Linked DNA regions of Mus musculus: regions 1 and 2 are each linked to region 3. The links are chromatin contacts, called in public HiChIP or PLAC-seq and capture Hi-C maps. All regions are on one chromosome and are shown on one strand. The core of a region is the stretch at or near the end of the contact, and the rest is flanking DNA. Distances in the headings are between cores, read along the strand shown. Region 1 overlaps Cyp2b23 (cytochrome P450, family 2, subfamily b, polypeptide 23). Region 2 overlaps Nlrp9c (NLR family, pyrin domain containing 9C). Region 3 has its middle 11 kb from the start of Gm46015.

Region 1 (4,245 bases), core at 1,721-4,220, 820 kb before region 3:
TTGGCCTGTCAAATTGTAAGAGAAAGAAAAATCATGACCATTTGTTTGAGCAAAGAAATCATTCATGTTGGATAATATCCTTAACTAGAGAAAATTCAGAGTGACAGTACCTGTTAGTGGTGACAGGTATTGTCTGTAGATGAAAGAGGGAGCTGGGCCTACACAGAAGCTTGATTGGTGCCATCTCCACTTCTGCCTTACTTGGCAATGAAGGAGGAGTTGGCAACCCAGGATTGGTCAACTGTTATGAGTTCCTGAGACTTGTTCTTCATTGGAAGAATATAACCTCAAGTTACTGTGTAGTCCAGTGGATTATTTCCTTTAGTTATTTTGTTATGTACAGAAGCTGCCTTCAGTTAAACTCAGTCAGTCTAGTGGACTCTGTAGGATGTAAACATGGAAAATTTATTCTCAGGTTTCTTATCTTTTGGAGAAATGGATGTTCTAGGGACAATTCTATAGCCTTTGGTCACCAATCCCTACCCTTGTCACAACTCTGGATAGAGTTAGAACACTCTAACTCTGTTAGGGATAGAACACTGGTCTATGTGTATGTTAATGCATTCTCTTGCAAACAGTCCACACCTCCAGACCCTCACCTCTGCATTCTAGCATGTCCTGTTTTTGGTGAACCTCTTTGCCCTCATCCCTCACTGAGTGCTTTAGGTAAGTGCTCTCCTGCTGAGTCATGTCTCAGTTAAGAACTGTCTAGTCCTGAGTGTAAGTGACTTCAGTGACCCTGGGTTAATTTCTGCTCCTGGATCTGTCTAGTATAATTGCCTCTTTCATATTTCATCTTTGGAGCTGGAGACCAATAGGGCCGTGAGATAAAAATGAATATAACAATGCCAAGATAAGAAGGGCAGGCATGTGGAAAAAAGGCACAGAGAGAAATAAACAATAGTGAGATAAGAAATTTAAAACAGATCCTCCAAAAGAGGGGCAATCAGGAAGACATAGCAGCTCCAACAGGAGACATTTTGTAAGAACCAAGAAGTGAACATGAGACAGAAGAAAAGTGATTAACCAGACAGGAAGAGAGAGAGTGTGTTGGAGCTGGCCTGCAACTCTCATGTCCGGGTTCGAGCCTGGGAGGCAGCCTGGAGCTGAAAGAGAAGAGGGGACCTAGGTGGGTCGAAAATAATGGAACCAAGACAACTAGTCTGCTCAAGGTTCTAATGTTCAATGGTGGACATGCTTTATAAAGGAGGAGGGAGGCCCATTCCCGCCAATTCATCCTTGGAGCCCAGCTGCAGATGACCATGTGAAGGATAGGATATAGTCTCCAGAATAGCTAGGCTGACTCCCAGCAGGTAGCAGCAGTGACAGTGGCTGAACAATAGAGTGATCTAGGGAGGCAGGCTCCACCCTAGGTAATCTCCTTAGTGGCAGCAAAGTCGAGGTCTGGTTCAGCCAGCTTCAGGCTGGGTGGAGGTCACAAGAGAGAAAGAGGGAGAGGGAGAGGGAGAGGGAGAGGGAGAGGGAGAGAGAGGGGGGGAGGGGAGAGGGAGAGAGAGAGAGGTGGGGGAGGGGGAGAGGAGAGGGAGAGGGAGAGAACAGAAAATGAAATTGGAGAGCACAACTAGAAATAGATAAAGGAACAGGAGAGAGAACAGCGAAGGAACATGTGACAAGCTGTCCTTAGAGAAAGGGGGTGGCTAGGATGGTACCTAGGGTATTGAGAAAGAAACAAACAGAGAGAACAGATCAAAAGATACATAGTGGTGATAGGCTCAGACACAGGTTCAGGGAGACTGCCATGGGTAAAAAGAGAGAGGGAAGGAGGAAGAAAGTGAGGGAGAGAGAGAAAGAAAGGAGAGAGAGAGGGAGAGAGAGAGGGAGGGAGGGAGGGAGAGAGAGAGAGAGAGAGAGAGAGAGAGAGAGAGAGAGAGAGAGAGAGAGAGAGAAGGAAATGGAGTGTGTGTGTGTGTGTGTGTGTGTGTGTGTGTGTGTGTGTGTGTGTATTAGATCCATAAAAGGTGCCCAAAATTCTGGAAAAGAGATACCCAGAAAGATATGGTACTTTTGTAAATACTTCCACACACAGGAACAATTTTTCTACAACCTACAAGGCCTAGAGATTGCTGGGAAATCCCTCCTGCACCTGGAGGGCCCAGGCAGTCAGTTGCAGCTAAAGAATCACTGAGGTACATACCGGCTGTGTGGTGCCTGTACATGGGCTTTCAGGCTCCCCCTGCTCTGTGGTATCCATACCTGAGGTTATAAACCAGCAAGGGCTCCTCATTCTTCTGAGAACCTAGTGGATAACAAATTTCAAGGTATAGAAGAATAGGGGACACAGAGAGAAGGGGTGGATGAGAGACAGAGAGGACAGAGAAAGAGAGGAGACATAGAGGTCTCTCTCTGAAGCCCAGGGAATTTGGAACCCACTGTGTTCCTGCCTCAGTCTGCCAAATTCTATAAGTACAGGCATGCACCTCCATGTCAAGCCTATGTAGGATTTCTAAACAATGCCTTTTCCCTCGGGGCATCCTGATGAGATGGGTATCAAACTTCTCATTTGAGAAATTAGGGATGCTAAAAGTCTTGCATTATAAATGTGTGCACAAACACACTTCAGACCTATTCTAATTTGGTTTTAAAGTTCTGGAAGAAGGGCTCTTAACAAAAAGCTACAAATCTGTCAACAGTGACTACAAGATATTCACCAACAATTTGTCCTTTATTTTATGATTTATTTCTTATATACATAATTGCATGTGTATTCATAAGTGCTATGGTATGTATGTATGTGTTTATGTTGAAGGACAGTTTTTAGGAGCTGGTTCTCTCCTTCCAGCATGTGTGTCCATGGGATTGAACTCATGGCCCCAGGACTGGGGGCAGGCTGTTGCCCATGCTAAGGCATCTCACTGGCCTATGCACAAATTCTTTCAGATCTGGGACTCTCTTAACATTCTCATTTGAATTGCAGGTTGAGAGTCAAACTCATTGTTATTCATTGCAATGGGCAGAGTTGTCTAAATGGGATTAGGGATGGGGCAGTACAGAGGTTTTATACTTGTCAGGAACTCACATGGCTCACTTTCTCTGCCCATAGGAAAGCGCATTTGTCTTGGCGAAGGCATTGCCCGAAACGAATTGTTCCTTTTCTTCACTGCCCTCCTTCAGAACTTCTCATTGTCCAGCCCCGTGGCTCCTGAAGACATTGACCTGACTCCCAAGGAGAGTGGCTTTGTCAAAATACCCCCAGTGTATCGGATCTGCTTCTTACCTCGCTGACTGGGCTGAGGCAGCCAGGTGTCTCTATTTCTGTTGAGAATGGCACCATCTTTCTGCCTCTGAAAGACCTGCTGGAAACCAGACCCTAAGTCGATGCTCATCTGTTCTACCTACTGATGCTTCTCTAAAGCCCCAAAGCATGTTCTTCTCCCCTGTGAATGTACTGGACAAATCAATCAGCTGTCTCTCTTGATGTGTGAACAGACTTCTGGAGGCCACATCCCATGCTTAATCACCTCCTTCCTCCCAATAGCCCAAGTCCCCACTTATCAGCTCTCCACACACTGTGATCTGTGATAATGGACTCTAAAAGTTTTGAATTCTATGTCTACAGATTTGTCTAGTATGTATGGTTCAGGTAAACAGATTCACACATTGTGTGATGTTTGGTGTCTTGTGCCTTTACTTCACATAAAATTATCTAGGTTTCTGTATTCTACAGGCCACAGTCAGAAATATTCATGTGTGTTTTTCATGATAGTTCTTAGAATTCTCTTCCTGCTTTTTTTTTTTTTTTTTGTCTAGGCAGAGGCCTCCTCAGCCTGTGGCTCCTGAGATGCATGTTTCTGGACATCAAACCTCAGGTTTCCTTATGTTTCTGTTTAAATCTTCCAAGAATCACACAATCCCTGCATTAGTAAGGGTCTCTAAAGGAACAGGACTGACAGAATCAATCAATCAATCAATCAATCAATCAATCAATCAATCAACCAGTCTATTGATCATTTATTACTTATCATCTCTCTATTCATCATTCATCATCTATCTATTTAACATTCTATCTTTATCTATTTGTCTATATACTCTATCTATCTATCTATCTATCTATCTATCTATCTATCTATCTATTTATCTATCTTAGTTAGGGTTTTACTGCTGTGAACAGACACAATGACCAAGGCAAGTCTTATAAAGAACAACATTTAATTGTGCTGGCTTACATGTTCAGAATTTGAGTCTGTCATCATCAAGGTGGGAGCAGGGCAGCATCTAGGCTGGCAT
Region 2 (4,149 bases), core at 608-3,107, 540 kb before region 3:
GACCTTTTATAAACTTTGAATTAGAAATTTAATTAGAAAAAACATCTGGATAGATCTGCAACAGTGTTCTTTCAGCTAAAAGAAAATTCCCCTGGAGGCAAGGAGAGGCAAGTTTCAAGAACCTCCCCAGGCACACAAGAAAGTCAAGACAAAAGAAAGTCACACAAGGACCGCAGAGGCTGCTCTGAGTTTTGTTCCTCTTGCTGTGAGGACAGATTTTAGAAATTTTAAGTTTCTTTTGCAATATTAGACTATATCTACAACTTTGGGAAAGCAAAACCCAATTTCAAAACAATTTATCCCCTTAGAATAAATGTTAGAGGTATTATTATTATGTTATGAAGTTTGGCTGCCAATTTATACCTATGAATGCATGACAGTGCAAATTTTAATGCTTCATTAAAGAGACATTGCTTTAAATCTTATCTTAATTCTACTTTCTAGGATAAGAATCACATTAAATATTATTTCAACTAGAAGTATCCTTAGAGGCCTAGTTTTTTTGGCCTGCTTCATGCCACGTGTTTGAAAGACAATTGCCAATTTAAAACTAATTTTCTAGTAACCAGTGTTACACCTTTTTTTATCATAGCCAATAACTTTATAAGCTAATACTCTACGATGAAGACACACAGAGCATATTACACTTCTAAGTCCAGTAAAAAAACCAAATGAAGCGGCTACACGAGTCTTACAAATTTAGACCAATCAAAGAATTTTAATTTTTTTAGCTATAATTATAAGATAAAAAAGCACTTTGTCATTTGCTAAACACATTAATCACAATTGCAGAGAACCCTCCAGGCAAAAAACCATCTATCAGCTTTTTTGCCCCAAAACTAAGAGGCTGCAGACTCCCTTTCTCAAAAAACTGTTTTTCCAGCTGGAGTTCTCCTGCTGTGCCTGATCCTGGCTAAAGCGTGGCCACTCTCTTGCTAAACCAGCAGATAAAGTTTTAGCCATCTTTATTTTCCAACATGAAACACAGAACATTCAGTCATTCAGACAATGAAACAAAACACACATGAATCGACACGTAATCGGTGCACCAGACATTAGACAACACAAAGAGGCCAGAGAACTTCTGCTGTAGAGGCAGAGAGAATAAAGCAGGGCTTCCCTCAAATTCTCTCTGTCTCTGGGAGAGTTTCAAAATCCATTTTCCTCTATATATTTTACTCCATCATTTTAAGCCCTATTCCTCTAGCCTGATGCAGTTCTCGACTGTGGACAACTGCCTGTTTCATCATTTTAAACCCTATTCCTCTCGCCTGAAACAGCTTTTAAAAGCTGCAGACAACTACCTGATTCACAGTTTCTAGTCCTACACATATTTCACTGTCAAATCCTAAATGGAAAAAGTGCCGGGTTAGCACTGTTCCAAACTTAGCCCGTATCCTTCCGTACCTCCAGCAACACTTTTTTTTAAAAATGAAGTTTAAAGCCAGCGCTAGCGTAAATACCTGTTGCTCACCATGCCAATACGATCTCTGATTCTTTCCTTCCCTTGGAGCTCCATACAAGACAGCAATTCCCTCAGTGTTTTCCCGCCATTCCCAAGGTCCCTGGCTCAGACGCCAATCTGTTGTATGGCAGCCTGTGACCTACTTGAACCGGGTACTCCTGGGAGGCAGGCTGGGGCTGAAAGAGACTTAGACGGTGAGAGATTATTGGAGACCAAGACATGATTCTGTTCAAGGCCCGCCAGTTTACTAAGAGAGTGTGCTTACAAGGGGGGGAAGGCCCATCCATCCCCTGCCAGTCCATTCTTGGTGTCTGGAGCCAGCCTGTACGCGACATGCAGGATAGGATATTCCTCTGGAATATCTCAGGTGCTTCTCAGCAGATAGCAGTGTCTTGCAGAGAGCAGTGGCAGGTGACAGAACAAAAGAGCCATCTAGGTTGGAAGGTTCCACCCTAGGTAATCTCCTTAGTAGCAGCAAGGTCAAAGTCTGGATCAGCCTGCTTCAGGGCTGAGGGAGGCTACAAGTTAGGAAAATTTTAGACTAAATAGAAACAATCTGAGTCGTACCTCATAAAAACATGTAAAAATGAAATACTTACAGATTTTTTTCCTGGGAGGTACCATGCCCCTTTGTAAATTTGAAATGCGATAAATACACAGAATTCATGCTTTACAGTAGCTGCTGTTCAGAGGTGAGTTATAAGTTTGGTCACAAAGCTTTTAAAGACAATATATGAAATATAACCATGGATATGAGAAAACCACCAACTGAGAGTCTGCAGTGAGGGACCCATGTTGGGTACCAAGATAATTCTGACTAGTTATTTCTCTTTGTGAATTAAAGCATGTAAAAGCAGGAAGAATTCTAGGGAATGTGAAATCAAAGTTTATTGGTACTATAGAGTTGTCAGGTAGAGAAGGAGTCCTACATACAATTGACTCTAGAGGGGATCCAGGTTTTTCATTCTTTTAACTGTCCCTGCCTTCTGAGGACTTCCTTTTTCTATTGGCCTTGAATGTTCATATGCCATATCTAGCATGGGGATTGGAGGCCCAGCATGGAACGAATTGTATGCAATAGTATTTTCTACCTAGAGATGTGGGTATAGAAAGAACTGGTTGGGTGGTTAGGGTTGGGTGGGGCCCTAACCATTCTGTTTGTAGTTCAGTGGGAAAGAAAAACCTACACCAGGTTCACAGGAATTGAAATGGGAAGTTATTGCAGGAGAAGGTGAGGGTGGTTTTCCTTTTATTTGCTCACCTCAGAACCCATGGTCATGCAGAAGTATAGATTATTCATTAGACATGTATTTAGGAGATACTCTGATTCATTCTTAGGACTATTCTATTCCTAATTGCCCTGTATTCTGATTTCATCAAACCCAGATAAACAAAATAAATACAAAGAGTTTATGAAGAATTTATTTCAATACATATGGACATCTGAGACCAACACTTATATGCCTGATAGAAGCTACAACACCATTATAGATCGTCAATACAAAGCATTACTGGACATATTTGATTCTGAGTCAGACCCAGCTACTGCAGTTGTATTAGGTACTAGAGGAAAAGGAAAAACAGTTTTTTTAAGAAAAGCAATGTTGGATTGGGCATCAGGAGTTTTACTGCAGAACCGGTTTCAGTATGTTTTCTTCTTCTCTGTCTTCTCACTTAACAATACCACAGAGTTAAGCTTAGCTGAGCTTATCTCAAGTAAATTGCCTGAGTGTTCTGAGACACTGGATGACATTTTATCCAATCCAAAGAGAATCTTGTTTGTTCTGGATGGATTTGATTACCTGAAATTTGACTTGGAACTCAGGACAAACTTGTGCAATGATTGGAGGAAGAGGCTGCCAACACAAAATGTTTTGAGCAGTTTGCTACAGAAAATAATGCTCCCAGAGTGCTCTCTGCTTCTTGAATTGGGAGAGTCAAGTTGTTCAAAAATTATTCCTTTGCTGCAGAATCCTAGGGAGATCATTATGTCAGGATTATCTGAACAGTCTATATATTTCTACTGTGTGTCCTTCTTCAAAATTCAGTTGGGTGTAGAAGTCTTTAAGGATTTAAAGAAAAACGAACCATTGTTTACTTTATGCAGCAATCCTAGTATGTTGTGGATGATCTGTAGTTCTTTAATGTGGGGGCATTATTCGAGAGAGGAAGTAATCTCTTCCAGTGAATCAACATCAGCTATCCACACGATATTTATCATGAGTGCATTCAAATCAATATTTGGCTTGGGCTCATCTAAATACAAGAGGTTCAAATTAAAGACCCTGTGCACCTTGGCTGTAGAGGGAATGTGGAAACAGGTATATGTGTTTGACTCTGAGGACCTCAGGAGGAATAAGATATCTGAATCTGATAAGACAGTGTGGCTGAAAATGAAATTTCTGCAAATTCAAGGTAACAACATTATGTTTTACCATTCTACACTACAGTGGTACTTTGCTACCCTGTTCTATTTTCTCAAACAGGACAAAGACACATATCACCCAGTTATTGGAAGCCTACCTCAACTTTTAGGAGAAATATATGCTCATAAACAGAACCAATGGACCCATGCACAGACATTTTTCTTTGGAATTGCCACTAAACATGTGATCACTTTGCTTAAACCATGCTTTGGCAATATATCATTCAAAACAATAAGACAGGAAATCATTAGATACCTT
Region 3 (4,419 bases), core at 1,680-4,179:
TCTCTTTCTTTCTTTCTTTCTTTCTTCCTTCCTTCCTTCCTTCCTTCTTTCTTCCTTCCTTCCTTTCTTTCTTTCTTTCTTTCTTTCTTTCTTTCTTTCTTTCTCTCATAAACTTTTCCCCCCTGCATTTAAAATGAGGTAACAGAAGATCCTGATATACCCGAGTGTGTAGTATTTTTGTCCTGTATTCAATAAGTGCCCTTTCAAATGCAAATCAAAACAACCCTGAGATTCCACCTCACACCAGTCAGAATGGCTAAGACCAAAAATTCAGGTGACAGCAGATGCTGGCGAGGATGTGGAGAAAGAGGAACACTCCTCCATTGTTGGTGGGATTGCAAGCTTGTACAACCACTCTGGAAATCAGTCTGGCGGGTCCTCAAAAATTGAACATAGTATTACCAGAGGATCCTGCAATACATTTCCTGGCCATATATCCAGAAGATGTTCCAACTGGTAAGAAGGACACATGCTCCACTATGTTCATAGCAGCCTTATTTATAATAGCCAGAAGCTGGAAAGAACCCAGATGCCCCTCAACAGAGGAATGGATACAGAAAATGTGGTACATTTACACAATGGAGTACTACTCAGCTATTAAAAAGAATGAATTTATGAAATTCCTAGGCAAATGGATGGACCTGGAGGGCATCATCCTGAGTGAGGTAACCCAATCACAAAAGAACTCACATGATATGTACTCACTGATAAGTGGATATTAGCCCAGATACTTAGAATACCCAAGATATAAGATACAATTTGGGAAACTCATGAAACTTAAGAAGAACGAAGACCAAAGTGTGGACACTTTGCCCCTTCTTAGAATTGGGAACAAAACACCCATGGAAGGAGTTACAGAGACAAAGTTTGGAGCTGAGACAAAAGGATGGACCATCTAGAGACTGCTATATCCGGGGATCCATCCCATAATCAGCCTCCAAACGCTGACACCATTGCATACACTAGCAAGATTTTGCTGAAAGGACCCTGATATAGCAGTCTCTTGTGAGACTATGCCGAGGCCTAGCAAACACAGAAGTGGATGCTCACAGTTAGCTATTGGATGGATCACAGGGCCCCCAATGGAGGAGCTAGAGAAAATACCCAAGGAGTTAAAGGGATCTGCAACCCTATAGGTGGAACAACATTATGAACTAAACAGTACCCCCTGAAGCTTGTGTCTTTAGCTGCATATGTAGGAGAAGATGGCCTAGTCGGCCATCAGTGGAAAGAGAGGCCCATTGTTTGCACAAACTTTATATGCCTCAGTACAGGGGAACGCCAGGGCCAAGAAGTGGGAGTGGGTGGGTAGGGGAGTGTGGGGGAGGGTATGAGGGACTTTTGGGATAGCACTGGAAATGTAAACGAAGAAAATACCTAAAAAAATTTTTTTAAAAAAGAAGTTGTACAGCAAGAAGGAATACCCATACATTTCAGACTCCAGTCTTCTATAAATTCCATCATTGCCTGTGCCTATTGTTTAATAATAAAATAAAATGAAATACAGAGCCTGATGCTTGACTATTCAGGGCAGAAGCTATGAAACAGTAACTGCATTTGCTAAAATATCCTGAGGCTTCAAGAGCTTCAAAACTGGCTTTCAGCATTCCCACTGATGTCTGCTTAGGATAAATTAGCAAGAAGCTTACATAATAAAAACGTGCCACAAAATTGTAAATTTTGAATTTAATCTCAGGAGACTGGGAGGAATTATCAATATGGAGACTGCCCATGGACCTTAGAAATGCTACTATATTAGTCACGTCTTCTCCCTTAGGTAAGCTGTTTAAAGGAAGAACTTTTTATTTCAGTTCAGTTTCAGCCTTTAGGTTGCCATGAATCGGGGCATAAATGGAGAGCAGGCATGGCAGGGCAAAGCTACTCATCTCATGATGGTCAGAAAACAGAGAAAGAAGAGGACACCAAAAAGACACAGCTTTCAAAACACACCCTGACCTAAGTCTCCAATAGGTCCCACCTGTTGCCTACCATCACGTCCTAATAATGACATTAGAACTGAGACCATCAATGGATTAATCTACTAAGTAGGTCACAACCTTCATGATCCCATCCCTTTCCCAAAACTCAGTTCTGAGCATTGCATCGACACAAAGCTGTCCATACATGATTATGGGGAGGAAACATTATACCCAAACCATACTGATCATGTAGGACAGATTTTCACTGTGTATCCTAAAGTTTTTTAAAATTTAATAAAAGTCGATATCAAACATTAAAAAAAAAAAAAGTGCCCTTTCCTACTCTGCTGTTCAGAGTCAATTCTTTTTTTTTCCCCTTCCCCCCTCCCCTTTTTTTTAAAATTTCATTTTTGGCTTTTCTTGACATTTTGGCTTTTCTGTGTGGACCTGGCTATCCTGGAACTCACTCCGTAGACCAGGCTAGCCTCGAACTCACAGAAATCCACCTACCCCTGTCTCCCGAGTACTCGGATTAAAGGCATGTGCCACCAGCGCCTGGTCAGTTTCTTGAATCAATCAGCCAGTTTCACCACACTGTACTGTATCGGAGCTTCGCATTGATTTAAGCAGCTGCATCGACTGCCTGAGCCTCCGTCTATCTTGAAAGGGAGAATCTAAAGCACATTCTCCTCGGGACTTCTTTTAAAAGATCTGTTTTCTTTTTAATTATTTGTATGCACGGGGAACTGTGCAAATGAGTGTGGGTGCCCATAGAGCCAGGAAGGCATGGAGCCTGGAGGGGTTGTTACAGGCAGTTGTGAGTACCCTTGTGTGGGTGCTCGGCACTAAACTCAGTCCTCTGCAAAAGCAGTATGCATTCTTAACACCCGAACCACCTCTCCACCCCTCCTCGGGACTTTTGAGAATTGAGTGAGAGGTGTAGTTCTCTCCCCTTAGTCGTCCTCTCACAGACGCGAATTTTACTCTCTCCCAGTCATCTACGAACTAACAGCGCCACCTGGTGGTGTGGAGGCTCTTATCTTTGGCGGGGTTACAGGGAACTAGACTTAAAAAGGAGTATACAGAGAAGGTTTCTCACTGGAAGAGAGAGACCTGAGGAATATTTAGTCTTGTCTGTGGGTGTCATGGATTTTCAAAAAACGTGGTTCTGTCTGAGCACCGTTATATCTGTGGAACGCTATATGTAAAAGGACAGGGAAGGTCTGGGGTTACTGGAATCTAGCCTGAAGTCAGAAAGTATTCAGTCTCTCTGGGCAGTATCAAGGATTGGTCTAGCCCCTACTTGGGTACCTGTGTAGTTGGGATGATGTTTAGGAATGTAAATGGATGAAAATATTCAACTTGCTGCTTTACAGACAAGAGCCTAAATTAATCTAGTTTTTTTTTTTTTCGTTTGTGTGTTTGGTTGGTTTGGTTTGGGGTTTTTTGTTCATTTTGTTTTTTATTTTTTGTGGTTTGTGGGGGTTGTTTTCTTTTTCTGTTTTGTTTTGGTTTTTTTTGTTGTTGTTGTTGTTTTTGCTTTTCAAGACAGGGTCTCTCTGTAGAGCCTTGGCTGTCCTGAAACTTGCTAGGTAGATTAGGGTGGCCTCAAACTCATAGAGATCTGCCTGCCTCTGCCTCCCTAGCCCTGGTATTAAAGGCATGTGCCACCACCACCACCACCCAGCTTTTGAATCTACCTTTAAAAAAAAATAAAAGTCCTCAGTAAATATATAGCAATAACATAATGTTATTCTGAATACTATATATAAATGTAAAATGAGCATAGATATAGATAGTTACAAATACAAGCAAATTATATAGATGATATCTGTAACATACGAATAATCTAGGTATATATGAGAGATAAGAGATTGTAAAGACATAAATGGCATATCGATTATTCAGATAGACAGATAGCAGGCTGGCAGAATGGGCCAAGTGCTCACCTAGCATCCACTAACTGAGTTTAATTCCCAGCTCCGCACAACTGAGCATTAACTGAGCGTGGTGGCACACACCTGTAACGGCAACACTTGGGAAGTGAAGGCAAGAGGACCAGGAGGTCACGGTTATCCTTGGAGTGTGTGTGTCTGTGCTTGTAGGTGTGTGTATGTGAGTATGTGTGAGAGTGTGTCTGTGTGTGTGAGTGTGCCTAGGTGTGTGTGTCTGAGTGGGTGAGTGGGTGAGTGGGTGCGAGTGTGCCTCTGTGTGTGTGTGTGTGTGTGTGTGTGTGTGTGTGTGTGTGTGTGTGTGTGTAAAATACACATGATAGGGATGTGAAATAGATATAGATCTTACTGGCATGGTGAAGTATGCATGTGATTCCAACATTTGGAATTTTTGCAGTTTCAAAACCTCACCTCAAGAAAAAGAAAATTTAGGTCAAGCATGACACCACATGGCTTTTAATCTCAGCACTCAGTAAACAGAGACAGGAGGATTGCCACAAATGGGAGCCAGTCTGGTGTAAGTTAAAGGCCAGCCAGAATAACAAGGA

What was found. HiChIP or PLAC-seq counts read pairs in DNA pulled down with a chosen protein or histone mark. Capture Hi-C pulls out chosen DNA fragments and counts their contacts.
Region 1: a contact with region 3 is called in an H3K27ac HiChIP or PLAC-seq map of embryonic stem cells, with 4 times the contacts expected there. The contact joins two enhancer-like sites. A contact is called at or near these places in 2 of 115 datasets of contacts at active chromatin or transcription factors (both in embryonic stem cells) and 1 of 9 other capture datasets (embryonic stem cells).
Region 2: a capture Hi-C map of embryonic stem cells shows a contact between it and region 3, with 5 times the contacts expected there. The contact joins two enhancer-like sites. A contact is called at or near these places in 1 of 115 datasets of contacts at active chromatin or transcription factors (embryonic stem cells) and 1 of 9 other capture datasets (embryonic stem cells).

The regions. Positions count from the first base shown.
Region 1 is chr7:26,664,931-26,669,175 of GRCm38.p6, reverse strand. Cyp2b23 (cytochrome P450, family 2, subfamily b, polypeptide 23) reads left to right here. Exons shown (of 9, transcript NM_001081148.1): 9 at 3,062-3,949. The coding sequence ends at 3,243. Among named protein-coding and RNA genes, the nearest start is that of Cyp2b23, 19 kb to the left of the region's middle. Within about 2 kb of position 2,970, at least 5 of the 459 cell types and tissues checked have an H3K27ac peak or open chromatin away from gene starts, as enhancers often do. A contact at or near this core is called in embryonic stem cells, where this site is marked.
Region 2 is chr7:26,384,584-26,388,732 of GRCm38.p6, reverse strand. Nlrp9c (NLR family, pyrin domain containing 9C) reads left to right here. Exons shown (of 10, transcript NM_001042612.2): 3 at 2,852-4,149. Among named protein-coding and RNA genes, the nearest start is that of Nlrp9c, 17 kb to the left of the region's middle. Within about 2 kb of position 1,857, at least 3 of the 459 cell types and tissues checked have an H3K27ac peak or open chromatin away from gene starts, as enhancers often do. A contact at or near this core is called in embryonic stem cells, where this site is marked.
Region 3 is chr7:25,846,686-25,851,104 of GRCm38.p6, reverse strand. No RefSeq gene overlaps it. Among named protein-coding and RNA genes, the nearest start is that of Gm46015, 11 kb to the right of the region's middle. Within about 2 kb of position 2,929, at least 85 of the 459 cell types and tissues checked have an H3K27ac peak or open chromatin away from gene starts, as enhancers often do. A contact at or near this core is called in embryonic stem cells, where this site is marked.